Regions from separate parts of the Mus musculus genome. Here all the other regions are linked to region 2. The links are chromatin contacts, called in public HiChIP or PLAC-seq and promoter capture Hi-C maps. All regions are on one chromosome and are shown on one strand. Each heading gives the region's core, a stretch centred on a gene start, on an enhancer-like site or on the middle of the called end of the contact. The rest is flanking DNA. Distances are from core to core; before and after follow the strand shown. Region 1 overlaps Abcc12 (ATP-binding cassette, sub-family C (CFTR/MRP), member 12). Region 2 overlaps Itfg1 (integrin alpha FG-GAP repeat containing 1). Region 3 holds the start of Lonp2 (lon peptidase 2, peroxisomal). Region 4 has its middle 19 kb from the start of Abcc12.

Region 1 (2,706 bases), core at 29-2,528, 740 kb before region 2:
TGGGCTTATGTTAAGTGAACTGGAGGATTTGGCTGCATGGTCACAGACCTTGTTGAATCCATCCCACATACAGGTTCTGAATGCTTGGTGGGAATCTAGGGCCCCTTCTCTACCCAAGATAATTCAAGGTTACCCTCTCATTCTCTCTCTCTCTCTCTCTCTCTCTCTCTCTCTCTCTCTCTTTCTCTCTCTCTAATCTCCCAAGTCTGGGAGATATACTGCACGTGAGTATGTATTTGTGTGCGTGTGCACGAGCACGCATACCTCAAAGTAGAAAACATCCCAGAGACATTGGGAGGTGACCCGTTGGGGCACTGGTGCAGAGAGCCCCTTCTTCTTGTTCAGTAGGCCTGGTCTGGGGGGCAGGAAGCAGATCTCATTGCCTTTCAGTGAATCAGAAATTGAGGTGGTGAAGGTGTGAAGGCTGAAGCAGCAAGTAAGGTTGCCATAGCTATAGGACTTTGCAGCCTGTAGGTTGGTACCCTCTGGCTGAGGCCAGGAGGACCACCCTGAAGAGAGAGGGCCTCTCAAAGACCCAGGAAACCCAGCCCCCCACAGCTCCCCAGAATAAGCTTTAAGCATTCAAATTTTATACATGTGAGTATCTGGTTTCTTTAGCAGGTGAGCCACAGCTCTATAAAATAATGAGCCAGATTAGTTAGACAAGAACTCCTAGGTCCTCTGTAGGCCAGGGCTGAGGAAAGGAGAAGGCTGGCTGGATTCAGTCTGGAATCCCATGTTTTGCCTAGAAATGGTCTGTGGCCTAGCTAGATTCCTTAGCGTGGTTACCATAGCCCTGGCCTGTGACTATTCAGTCTGTGGCATCTGCTTGCCCTGGGAGAACTGTCTTCCGGAGGAGTCCTGGGTCCTGGAGGATGCTGCCTTGGTCCTGACAGGTGTGAGACAGAGCTGTCCCTCTATTATCCCCTCTTGGAGGATAAACCATAGCCACATGCCCAGCCCATCTTTGAAACTCACTAGCCCGAAGTATGATCTTAGGCAAGCTGGTGTTTTCCCAGAGTCTCCAGCAGTCACACCTTTCCAAGGTCATTTTAGCTCACTTTTTGCTTGTTGGGAGAGGAAGAAGGCCACCAGATGGCACCATAATCTTGATACACTCTTCATCCCATTCTTTGTGGGGGAGGGGAGGGCTCAGCCTCAAACTGCAGCCCCGGGGCTTTCCAGAACATTTCCTAGCTGCTCTGACCTCAGATGCTTTGGAGTAGCTGGCCATGACAGCCACTCATCTGTTTACTTGAGGAAACAAAGCGAGGCCAGCAGTCTGACGAGCTGCTGGAATCTACTAAGGGCTCAGCTTCCGAAGTGTTTGCAGAGCACGGCTACACAAAGCTACTTGGTGTCACCAGAGTGAGCCAAGGGCTTGCTGGCCAGAGGGACCTTTTCGGGGCCCTCCCAAGTCTGGGTGGTGGTCCCACACATAGGCAGAAAAGCCTGTAGATTGTAGTGGGCCCTGTGTGCTTCCTTTCCTCGTGTGAAAAGAATCAATGGCTTAACCGAGCTTACAGCTTTCTTGAGCTGAGAGCTGCCCGAGGTTGGGAGATAAGATGTAAGATCAGGCTGTGGAACACCAGAGGATGATGCCTGAGGTCCAAGTCTGTCTTTGAGGGAAAGGTTCTGTCAGAAGCAGAAGGTGTGTCTCCCTCCACTGGGCAGTAGGAGCCAGGTTCCTGCTTGGGCTGCCTGAGGAAGGGCTCCAGTCATGGATAGGGGAGACAGAGGCTAGAGCTATCCATGCTGCTGGAACTGCTCTGGTTGAAGCATTTGGGCACCACCCACCCCATCAGGTGTACAACTATCAGTGGTAGGCCTTTGCTTGCAGGATTCGAATCAAGTTTAGCCAAGTGGGATTTTGGCCTTGAGCAGAGTAGAAGTGCAAATCCGGGACTCTGGCCCTGCTGTGATGGCTTTCTTCTTTAGATCAAACTGTTCCCACTCTTACAGCATTTTGCCTGCCTTTAGGAGGGGACTATCTGCCCTTTGTTGGGTGGATCAATCGAGGAGTGCCCTTTCTTCTTCCAAAATAAAACGGCATCCCTCTCAGCAGAATTCTTTAATCCAAGGATTGGTGTGGATGTGAAGGGTCTCGGAATCAGAAAAACAGGGCCTGTGATATTTATTGTTCACATCGTTATTGTTCTGTTAAAGCTGGTGGGGGTGTGGCCTATGACCCGGTTTCTATTCCCCGGGCTCAGTGGGGTGGGGCTTCTGACAGGACTGGGATCATGTTTTCTGTCTTTTCCAAACCTTGGCCTCCACAATAGTCAATCAGATTTCTGAGTGGGGTAGCTCATTCACAGAGAAGAATCGAAGGAAGTTTTGATTGCCTCATTGTTGCAGCCAGAGTCCAGCTTCTGTACTGAAAAGACTGGGGACTAGCTCAGTGGTTCTCAATTGCCGCCCCCGCTCCAACCCCTGGGGCATTTGGCAGTGCTTGCAGACAATTTTGCTCATCACAACTAGGGAAAGACATCCTACTGGTAGGTAGACACCAGAGAGGCTGCGAAATAGTCTACAATGCACAGGGCAGCCCCTGAAGACAAGGGATTATTTGGTAATAGTGCCAGGATTGAAAACCCCAGTAATTCAGTGCACCTGGGAAAGCAGGCTGGGAGTTTGGTGTGAGCTCTTTCTTACCGAGGCAGTGCTGTTGTGGATGGATGCACTGTCTCTGCAGTTCCTGGAGTC
Region 2 (3,001 bases), core at 343-2,842:
CTTGAAACAGAGTTTCCATAGGGAACCACAAAGCTAGCTATGTTATGTTTAAAATGCACCTTATAAATTTATATATGCTTCATGGTATGGAGAGTGTACTGTAGTGAATTATAGACAGAAAAATAATAGTCAATTTCTCAGTTTTCTCTCATGGAAACTGCTTCCTCTAAAACTATGTCTGTCTTCGTCATTATTTTTTTTTTTCAAGAGGATAAGGCCTAGTTTGGGATAGGGTCTTGCTGGATATGTCAGGGTGGTCTCGAATTAATGATTCTCCTGCCTCGAGTATCTAAGGGCTGATATTTCCAGTGTGGGCTACTCACTTGGCTTCCTTCCTTTTGTTGTTGTTGTTTTGTTTTGTTTTGTTTTGTTTTGTTTTGTTTTGTTTAAAGCTGGCATAGACTCAGGGCCTCTCCATCCAAGGCAAGCACTGTGCCTCTGAACTATAAGCCCAGCATTTTAAGTGTTCTTTTTGATTCTTCTGTTTTTATGTTTTATTTATGTGTTTGGTGCCTGTGGAAGACAGGAGAAAGTGACTGATCCTGTGACTTTGGACATAGAGTGGTTGTGAGCCACCCCATGTGGGTACTGGGAGTTGAACTTAGGCCCTTTGGAAGAGAAGCAAGTACTCCTAACCACTGAGCCATTTCTCCAGCACCCTTGTTTTTGTTATTTTGGATGTATGAGTGTTGTTCCTGCTTGTGTGTATGCTTACCATGTGTGTGCAGGGCGTGTAGAGGCCAGATAAGGGTAGCAGATCTTGAACTTGAGTTCAAGTTTTCAGCTGCCATGTGGGTATGGGGAACTGAACCTGGTTCTCTGCAGGAGTAGGGAGTCCTTTTACCCATTGAGCTGTCTGTCCAGTTCCTCATTAAGCATTACTAAGGAAGAAAATAAAATATTGCTGTTTGTGAAATCATATTTAATAGTTTTGGGTTCTTTACATTTTTTGTTTGTTAAAACAGCACTTCATACTAGCTTGAACTGGCCCTGCACTTGTACCTATCCTCCTGCCTCAGCGTTTTAAATGCTGGGGATTATAGTGTGAGCCATCTGGCTAAACTTCATCTAAGAGTGTTTCTTCATTCATCCTTTACCTCATTTTCACTGAATGTATTTTCCATTAACAGTTGGTATCAGTTGGTTTATTTGTATCTTGGTAGCAGTTCTTTGACTCTCTGCAGCCTGTCTGAATGTCCCTTGCTCTCTAACATGGCCCTGCAATGAGAGTTCTACCTAGTTCTTTGCTGATAGAAAATGTTTCACGTTCTAGGTTGTATTGAGCCTAATCCATGTGCATAATGTGGACTACTAGGTTTGTCTCTGATAAGCGTTCACTGAAGCATTATCTGATTCATAAGCTGCACCTGCACATAACAGGAATGTTGAAGTTGTATTAGCTCACTGATGTCACCAGGGCTCCATTTAGTACCCGGGAAAAAGAATAAATGACACTTTGGGATTGTGGTTATCGTTTCGAATGGAATGCCTACCAGCAGATCAAATTCTTCTGCTGTCAGAAAGGATCTGATTCATTTGAGGATGTTACTGCCTTTGTGGCCTTATCTGCTAGCTTCATTTATTTTCAGGGAGCAGAGTAGAAAAGACAATATTCTCTTCTTAGGAGCAGATTGCCTCAATTACATCCAGGTTTTTATAAGTCTACATCATTACAGAAAGTAAGTGCTAACTGAAGTGAGCCAAGCCAGCTTACCGACAGCTAAGCACTGTACCAGCTCAGCCGGAGCTGATTCATACATGAAGCTGAGCTGATACATGAAGCCGGAGCTGATTCATACATGAAGAGGGCTATAGTGACTGAAGAAGGGCAGTGCCTCAGGCCGGGGCTGTCTGAACATTCCAACAGCCAGCAGCACAGTCTGTGCTCAGTCTTCCAGAAACAGCTTGGACTCTCTCACATCAGGTCAGACCTTGTCTCTTCCTTTCCTTTTTCTGTGTCATGCTTCTCAACATATCACTGTTCCTAGTCACTTCTCAGTCCACACTGAAACTGAAGAAAGGGGAAGTTACACTTTTCCATATGTACTGTTTTCAGAAGTTGAATGGGGTACATGATAGGTTATATAAATGAAAAACAGCTTGTGGATTGGAAGAATATTTGTAAGTCCTATCTGTGATAAAAGATTAATATGAAAATTATAACAAACTTATATAACTTAATTGAATTATAAATGGTCATATAACATGAAAGTACAATGTAGAATAGGCAGCCAGTATAAGAAAAGGCACTCAGTATGACTAATCATCAAACATAGAGAAAAAATTATTTACTCTGTTTATGGGAATGTAGATTGGTATAGTCATTATGAAAAAAACTGTATGGAAATTTATTTTAAAACTAAAAATAGAATGCTGCATAATCTAGTCCTCTAAGTTACGCTGTAGAGGGCTTTACATTATTGTAGTGTCAGTGGGACCTGTCTTAGTTAGGATTTTATTGCTGTGAAGAGACACCATGACCACAGCAACTCTTCTAAGGAAAACATTTAATTGGGACTGACTTACATTTTCACTAGTTTAGTCCATAAATCATCATACTGGGAAGCATGGCAGCGTGCAGGAGCGTGTTGCTGGAGAAGTTCTACATTGTAATCTATAGACAGCAAGAAGAGACTGCTTTGAGCATCTGTGATCTCAACCCCCATCCCATGACAATGCACTGCTTCCAACAAAGCTACACTTATTCCAACTCCTATGGACCTATGGGGACCATTTTGATTCAAACCACCACAATACCAAGATTGTTAATTTTGTTGTAATATTAGTTACAACAGGCAGGATATGAACTCTCTGGAGGCATTCGTCAACCTATGAATAGAAGATGATACTGTGAATTATGGAAGTTGTATGTGTAGAAGGTGTGTGCACACATATAGTGGAATGTTTTTCAGACTTAAAATGAGATCTTATCTTTGACATTACATAGATGGGCCAAAAAACATCAGACTGGAGATGGCTCAGTGGTTAAGAGCACAGACTG
Region 3 (3,086 bases), core at 459-2,958, 820 kb before region 2:
AAAATAAGGAGGGGAAGGAGGCTCTCCAACCTGCTCTTCAGTATCAATACATTGAGCAAGAACTTGAGAAAAGAGCTTAAAGATAACATCTGCTAAGACACACTATAGACTAGTACTGTCCAATAAAAATACAAGCCATACTCGTGATTTTAGTATCCACAGGTGATTTTAGGTGAAGTGGTCAGAATATTAACATTGTAACATTTATTCTATGTAACATTAATTAAGCAGGGCAGTGGCACACGCCTTTAATCCCAGCACTTGGGAGGCAGAGGCAGGCGGATTTCTGAGTTCAAGGCCAGCCTGGTCTACAGAGTGAGTTCCAGGACAGCCAGGGCCACACAGAGAAACCCTGTCTCGAAAAAGAAAAAGGAAATTCACGTTTTCTCAAACTATAGTGTGCACTGTACATTTATGACACATTTAGGGTGACCAACTGCCTTGAGCTGCCTAGAATTGACAGCCTTTCTGGGCACACATGCACTCTAGTGTTAAAACTCATATTAGAGCATGCACACTTCAAGTGCTCTATACGCACAATCACTGTGCAGTCCAGGGAAGCATGGGGCAAACCAGTCTGCACAGATGGACCTTCAAGACACACCTAAGAGACATGGGAAATCACAGGGGAAGAGTCAGACGCAGGTGAAATCTACCACCCAAGTCAACGAACCAGAGCCGGGACACAGGGCTATCCAGTGACATCCCCCGGGCCTAAGATAAAAATGCCAGGAAGGAGCAAAGGTGAGCCTAGAGGCTGGGAAGACTGTAGTGGGAGACCCCAAGGAAAATGCTAACAGGAATGGCCCTTCATGAAGGGGAGGCCGTCGGGGAATAGAGAAAATAGGTAACAACATGTAAAACAAAGCACCCAAAAGTTAACTGCGTAGTTTAGGCATGAGCAGGAAAAAGAAAGAAAGAAAGAGAGAGAGAGAGAGAGAGAGAGAGAGAGAGAGAGAGAGAGATAGATAGATAGATAGATAGATCTAGATTTATAATGTTTCAGCTGGAGAACATGACCGGAGGTTGACTGAAAGAAAGGGGACAGGGTGAAAGGTGGTATGGGGGAGGGGCCCGGGCGCTGGGCGGTGAAGAAGGCTATGTAGGACACGAATTCACATCAGATAAGCACCAGCAACAGGCAGCAAATGAACTGCACAGAGTTTCCACCCGTGTCAGGCATTGCTCCGTGACTGATCCGGCTCACTAACGGTCACTGGCGAAAAGCGTCCCTCCCACTTTTCACGCTGGGGAGACTTGAGCCACAACTCCGCTCACAGGCCGCCGGGGCGCGAGTCCCGGAGGGCCTCCCTCCGAGTGCCCGGCGGGCCTACCTGTGCAATGGTGGCAGGTCCTGCGTGTCGCTGGCCGGGTCGGGTGTGTTGGGGATGACTCCTAGAATGGTGCTCTGCAACGACGTGCCCTTGAGCAAGCGGCTCCGCACCAGCTGCAAGTTGCGGGCCGTGTCCACACTTGTGCGCATAGTGGAGCCAGGCAGCAACACACTCTCGTGGGTCAACAGCAGCGGAAGGCGGCTGGGGATCTGGATGGGGCTCACGGAGGACATGGCCACTGGTCGTCAACACCAGAGGTGTCAGGAGGACTCCCAAGTACGAACTCTACACTTCCTTCGCCGAACGCACCGCAGCCGTCACTCGACGGCCCGCCCCCAGGCCTGAGTGCCGCCGCTTCCGGCACCGCCCCTTCCCCAGGCTCCGGTCCCCAGGCCTGCCGCCGCTTCCGGCCCCGCCCCTTCTCCAGGCTCCCAGACTTCTGCCCGGACGCTTCGGACTCGCCCCCGGGCCATGTGCTGCTGTTTCCGGGCCCGCCCACAACCCTTCCGGAGGCCGCAGCGGCTAAGCCTTCCGGTCTGTCACTCTCCCCCCCCCCCCCCCCCCAAAGCTAAAGCGTAGCGGCTTCTGGCTCCGCCCCTAGACCCAAACCCCTCAATTTCTGGCTGCATCCCCAGGCTGGTCCCTACATTAAACACCTCCGCTCCCCGCTAGCCCAGAGATACCCAATTTCTGTCGCTTCGCTCAGCCCTTCTCTCTGAACCAGTGATGCCAGACGACAAGCAAACCTGGTGCACAGACAGCATGAACAGTGCCTGCATTTAAATTCGGAAGGAATGTTGAGAAGGACGGTGTGCACTAGACATTTTTAAACCTTTTTATTGAATAGATTTTATATTTTAACAAGTATCCTATACCTCTCACTCGGTTTTCCCTATTATGTTGCATAACCATGGTTCACATAACCCAGGAAATTAGTATTACCATTACCTAATCCATAGACCTTCTCCCAAGCTGGTGGGTTTTACTATCGTCCTTAATTTTTCACTTTGTTTATCTCCTGGATCTCTTAAGTCTGTGATATTGCTTCCATCTTTGCTTTATTTTATTAGTATTTTAAACAGATACTTTTAAAAAAGGGGCATTCAATTATTTGTAGAAGGTCACAATTTGGATGATAGATTCTAGGTTGTGGTCTGAGTCACTGAGGTCTAGAGGGAGGGTGAACTGGTAGGTGATGATCTTGGTTGTGACACACTCATCAAGTATGCATTGTGTAGATATCTTGAGATAGACTTTGGGAGTAATATAAAGAAAAAATATATACAATAACTTACCTTTTTATTAAGAGTCTTATCTGGAGAGTAGAGGACTTATACTCTGAGATTCCTGGTGTCTTTTTAAAAATGGTACTTGGGATTGGACCAAGGGCTCTGAACATGGTAGGTATTTTATGAGGAAACTATGACCATCTTAAAAACCTTGGGGCATATTTTTTAAAAAAACTTTATTTATTTTTATCATGCATACATATCCTAAAAGCAACAAGTGTTTTGTGTGCATACTAATGTCTGGACTTATTTTTGTTTAATAAATTAATTTTTTGATTTTATTATTTTCTTGGTCTCCTAGGACAGGGTCTTAACTGAGTCACACATATGGCCAAAGAAAAAGAGTCATTCCAGGATGATATATGGCCTTGCAGGCAGCCAAGAGGTCTAGCCTCTTGTAGACTGAACCCCAAACAGCTGTGCAGAACCATGTAATTGTCACACAAAAGTTGTTTTTAGAGTA
Region 4 (3,077 bases), core at 515-3,014, 780 kb before region 2:
CTGTTGCTGCCTCTGCTGCTGCTGCTGCTGCTGCTGCTAGTGCAGTTCACTGTAAAGGAAGCAAAGGTGTGGATATGGGAAGACTGGAGCATTAAAACTGGTCTGATTTTGAGTGGTGGCTCAGTTGTTAACAGCACTGGCTGCTTTTTCAGAGAACCCGGGTTTAATTTCCAGCATTCACACGGCGGCTCATGTTACTCCAGTTTTAAGTGATCTGATGCCCTCTTCTGGCCTCTGCAGGCACCGGGCATGCATGTGATAAACAGATATACATGCAGGTGAAACATTCATACACCTAAAATAAAAACAAATACATCTGAGAGAGAGAGAAAGAGAAAGGGAGGGTGGCGTTCTGCTCCCCACAGTACACTGAGAGTAAGGGACATTCCTAGAGACAAAACGTTAATTGACCCCCAACCTTCATCTTCCCTTATTCTTCCTATTTAACTGGACACTGGGATAGCTACTGTCTAAAATATGTTCTTTATAAAAGTCTTCCCAGTAGCTATGGCTCATGGAATGGAATGGGGAAGTCCAGTAAAAGTTCTGGGTTGGAGCCAGTACAGAAAGAATGTTGATCTTGTAGACACCGTCTTACCTCTGGCTTTACTTCTGGCCACTTTCCACTTTCTGGCGGCACCAAATGACCACAAGCTCCAGGACCATGGCCTACCAAGTTCAGAAATTCTCAGTCAAGGTTTCAAAGTAGGGTATTTTCTCATTGGGTTAGCTCAGTCATATGCTCATCTCTGAACCAAGCATGTTAAGCTATTAGAAGTTGGATTTGCCAGGCCCAGTCACTCCTGTGTGGGAGGACAGGATCAGCTCCAAGTCACATGGACTGAATGGAGGGGTTCCCTCTCTAGAATCGCGAGGCTTTTGCTATGAGCAGGCTATGGATGCCGGCAGGCCCCTCAAGGGTGTTGGCAGATATTGAAATAGAAAAAGAAATGATTTTCAACTTCTAGGCAGAAGATCTCTAGGGGAAAAAATGTGTCAACGCATTTTTATTTGTTTTCAAATTGTGATCACCAAGTTCCTCAAAATTCCACAAGAAAAATGAATCCAGTAAGCTAATAGTCTCGCATAGTTTTTCACAGTAGGATAGAGCTGCCTTTAAATGATACCCTGCCTGGGGGTTTTGATCTCTGGAGACACGAAGTAAGCAGTAAACAAGTCAGCAGGCAGTTCCAGAGCAGTGCCAGGAGGTGTCGACAAAGAGCTGAGCTGAGCTTCCATAGAGCTCGCTTGCCCAGCGGACTTGCTGCAGATTCCCTAGAGCGGCAGCAAACAAACATTTACTTAGATAAGAAGGATGGGGTCGGAAGAACGTTCAGTGCAGAAGGAACAGTTTTGCCTGAGGGCGATGCGATCTCAGAACCGAAGAACACGGTCTACACCGAAGGCGGGGAAATGTTCTCATCTTCTTCCGCCCGGAGGCGTCTCCAGTGACACCTGTTTCTTTTTGTGGGGTATTTTTTGACTGTAAATCCTCATTCTCTCTCTCTCAATAGCTATTTTCCCTGTTACTTTTTTTTTTTTCTTCAATCTTTTATCCCCTTTCGTTACTTTCGGAGTCCCAAAGAGCAATCGAAGGGCCCTTCTAAGTGCCATCCTATCCGGCTTCTTCCAAGTCCAGAGTTGTTAATAGAAAATATCTGTCCCTCCCAGACCTATTTTGTGGCAATGGCCTTTGTACCAGAACGCCCTCCCCAAACAGCCATCATCCTTCAGGAGGGTCCTCATGTTTTACTCAAGCTGGCCAGCAGATGGCAGGTTCTTCCTAGTAATGCAGGAAGGCTCCGTAGACTCAAAACTGCAGTGATCTACACGGAATCCGGACAGAAAAACGCAGATCCCTGAGTCAGAGGATGGGAAAGAGGCTACTGCCACCGATCCACAGGACTCCACCTACCTCCCCAGCCCCGATCTCTTCCATCAATCTCTATTTCTGGGATTATTTTCAAAGTCAGCAGCAGCTAAATCACTCAGAGCAAATTTATTAAAGCCACTCTGCAGTGGCTGGTTTCAAACTCACTATGTGGTCCAAGCTGGCCTTGAACTTGTAGCTCCAGTTCTAACCTTTCATGTGGCTGGGTATATGTATGGGCCACTATGACTAACAGACAGTTCTCAGAACAAAAGCAGTTTCCACCTATGTGATACTCTGGTGCCAACTCTTCAGACTGTCAAATTCTTACATAGGGCTGGTGGCAAGAGCCTTTACTCACAGCACTTAGGAGGCAAAGGCAGGCAGATCTCTGAGTTTGAGGCTAGCCTGGTCTACAGAGTTCTAGGTCAGCGGGGGCTTGCCAGAAACAAAACAAAACAAAACAAAACTGACGTCCTAACACATTTTATACACATCCCCTTGTCTCATCTAGATAATTTGTGTTAGAAGCAACCTTACAGATTACCAGTCTGAGAGCTGACCTGTCTGTCGTCCATGTGCCTGTGGGCTAGAACAGAAAAAAATGTCATTATTTTTACTAATGGAAATTTAGCATTTTCCCTTTATCATAATGGAGGTAATCAAATACATCATATCCACGACCTTCACGAGGATGGCGGCATCAATGGGCGTTCTCAAATCTCATTTGGTTGCCCCAGTTTTCACAAACCTCACGTGTATTGATGCTTTGGACTCTTGGTGGTCATTAGACCTCCTTCTAGATTATGTTACTTAGAGCGTCAACACAGTAGATTATGTTTCATAATATCCTGCCTTGTTTTTAACATAGCACTCTTTTAGTTTAATTGGTTATCTGTAATTCTACATATCGTGTCTTGGACATTAAAAAAAAGGTTTTGAAAATACACTGGAGAATCAAAGAGGCCCACGGCATGGGAACAGATTAATAACAACATTTATCTGATATAAATAAATAACATTTATTCTGATAGAGGGATCCTCACTCTGGCAGGAGGGGTGTCTGGCTCAGAACCCCATCACTGGCTTTGAACAGACTTGTCTGCACTTTGATCTAAGACAGAAGAAGAAAGGACCAGAGGGACAGGCAAACATCCAATATGGGGGATGTAGCTCTAAGGACCCATGTCCTGCTCCAAGCTTCTTA

The links. Promoter capture Hi-C pulls out the DNA fragments that hold promoters and counts their contacts. HiChIP or PLAC-seq counts read pairs in DNA pulled down with a chosen protein or histone mark.
Region 1: an H3K27ac HiChIP or PLAC-seq map of SST interneurons shows a contact between it and region 2, with 5 times the contacts expected there. The contact joins two enhancer-like sites. A contact is called at or near these places in 3 of 115 datasets of contacts at active chromatin or transcription factors (SST interneurons, astrocytes and embryonic basal ganglia).
Region 3: a contact with region 2 is called in a promoter capture Hi-C map of the HPC-7 cell line, with 3 times the contacts expected there. The contact joins the promoter of Lonp2 here to the enhancer-like site in region 2. A contact is called at or near these places in 11 of 39 promoter capture datasets (the 3T3-L1 cell line, 3T3-L1-derived adipocytes, the C10 cell line and 6 more) and 3 of 115 datasets of contacts at active chromatin or transcription factors (embryonic hindbrain, embryonic limb bud and embryonic stem cells).
Region 4: a contact with region 2 is called in an H3K27ac HiChIP or PLAC-seq map of SST interneurons, with 6 times the contacts expected there. The contact joins two enhancer-like sites. A contact is called at or near these places in 16 of 39 promoter capture datasets (the 3T3-L1 cell line, 3T3-L1-derived adipocytes, cranial neural crest and 11 more), 2 of 15 datasets of contacts at CTCF or cohesin (both in the NIH/3T3 cell line), 7 of 115 datasets of contacts at active chromatin or transcription factors (SST interneurons, embryonic basal ganglia, embryonic forebrain and 4 more) and 1 of 9 other capture datasets (liver).

Annotation. Positions count from the first base shown.
Region 1 is chr8:86,534,998-86,537,703 of GRCm38.p6, reverse strand. Abcc12 (ATP-binding cassette, sub-family C (CFTR/MRP), member 12) reads left to right here. Exons shown (of 29, transcript NM_172912.4): 14 at 2,696-2,706. Among named protein-coding and RNA genes, the nearest start is that of Abcc12, 30 kb to the left of the region's middle. Within about 2 kb of position 1,278, at least 88 of the 459 cell types and tissues checked have an H3K27ac peak or open chromatin away from gene starts, as enhancers often do. A contact at or near this core is called in SST interneurons, where this site is marked.
Region 2 is chr8:85,799,347-85,802,347 of GRCm38.p6, reverse strand. The region is part of intron 6 of Itfg1 (integrin alpha FG-GAP repeat containing 1); the gene reads left to right. Among named protein-coding and RNA genes, the nearest start is that of Itfg1, 40 kb to the left of the region's middle. Within about 2 kb of position 1,592, at least 11 of the 459 cell types and tissues checked have an H3K27ac peak or open chromatin away from gene starts, as enhancers often do. A contact at or near this core is called in the HPC-7 cell line and SST interneurons, where this site is marked.
Region 3 is chr8:86,622,665-86,625,750 of GRCm38.p6, reverse strand. Lonp2 (lon peptidase 2, peroxisomal) reads right to left here and starts at 1,708. Exons shown (of 15, transcript NM_025827.3): 1 at 1,335-1,708. The coding sequence starts at 1,567.
Region 4 is chr8:86,583,983-86,587,059 of GRCm38.p6, reverse strand. No RefSeq gene overlaps it. Among named protein-coding and RNA genes, the nearest start is that of Abcc12, 19 kb to the right of the region's middle. Within about 2 kb of position 1,764, at least 93 of the 459 cell types and tissues checked have an H3K27ac peak or open chromatin away from gene starts, as enhancers often do. A contact at or near this core is called in SST interneurons, where this site is marked.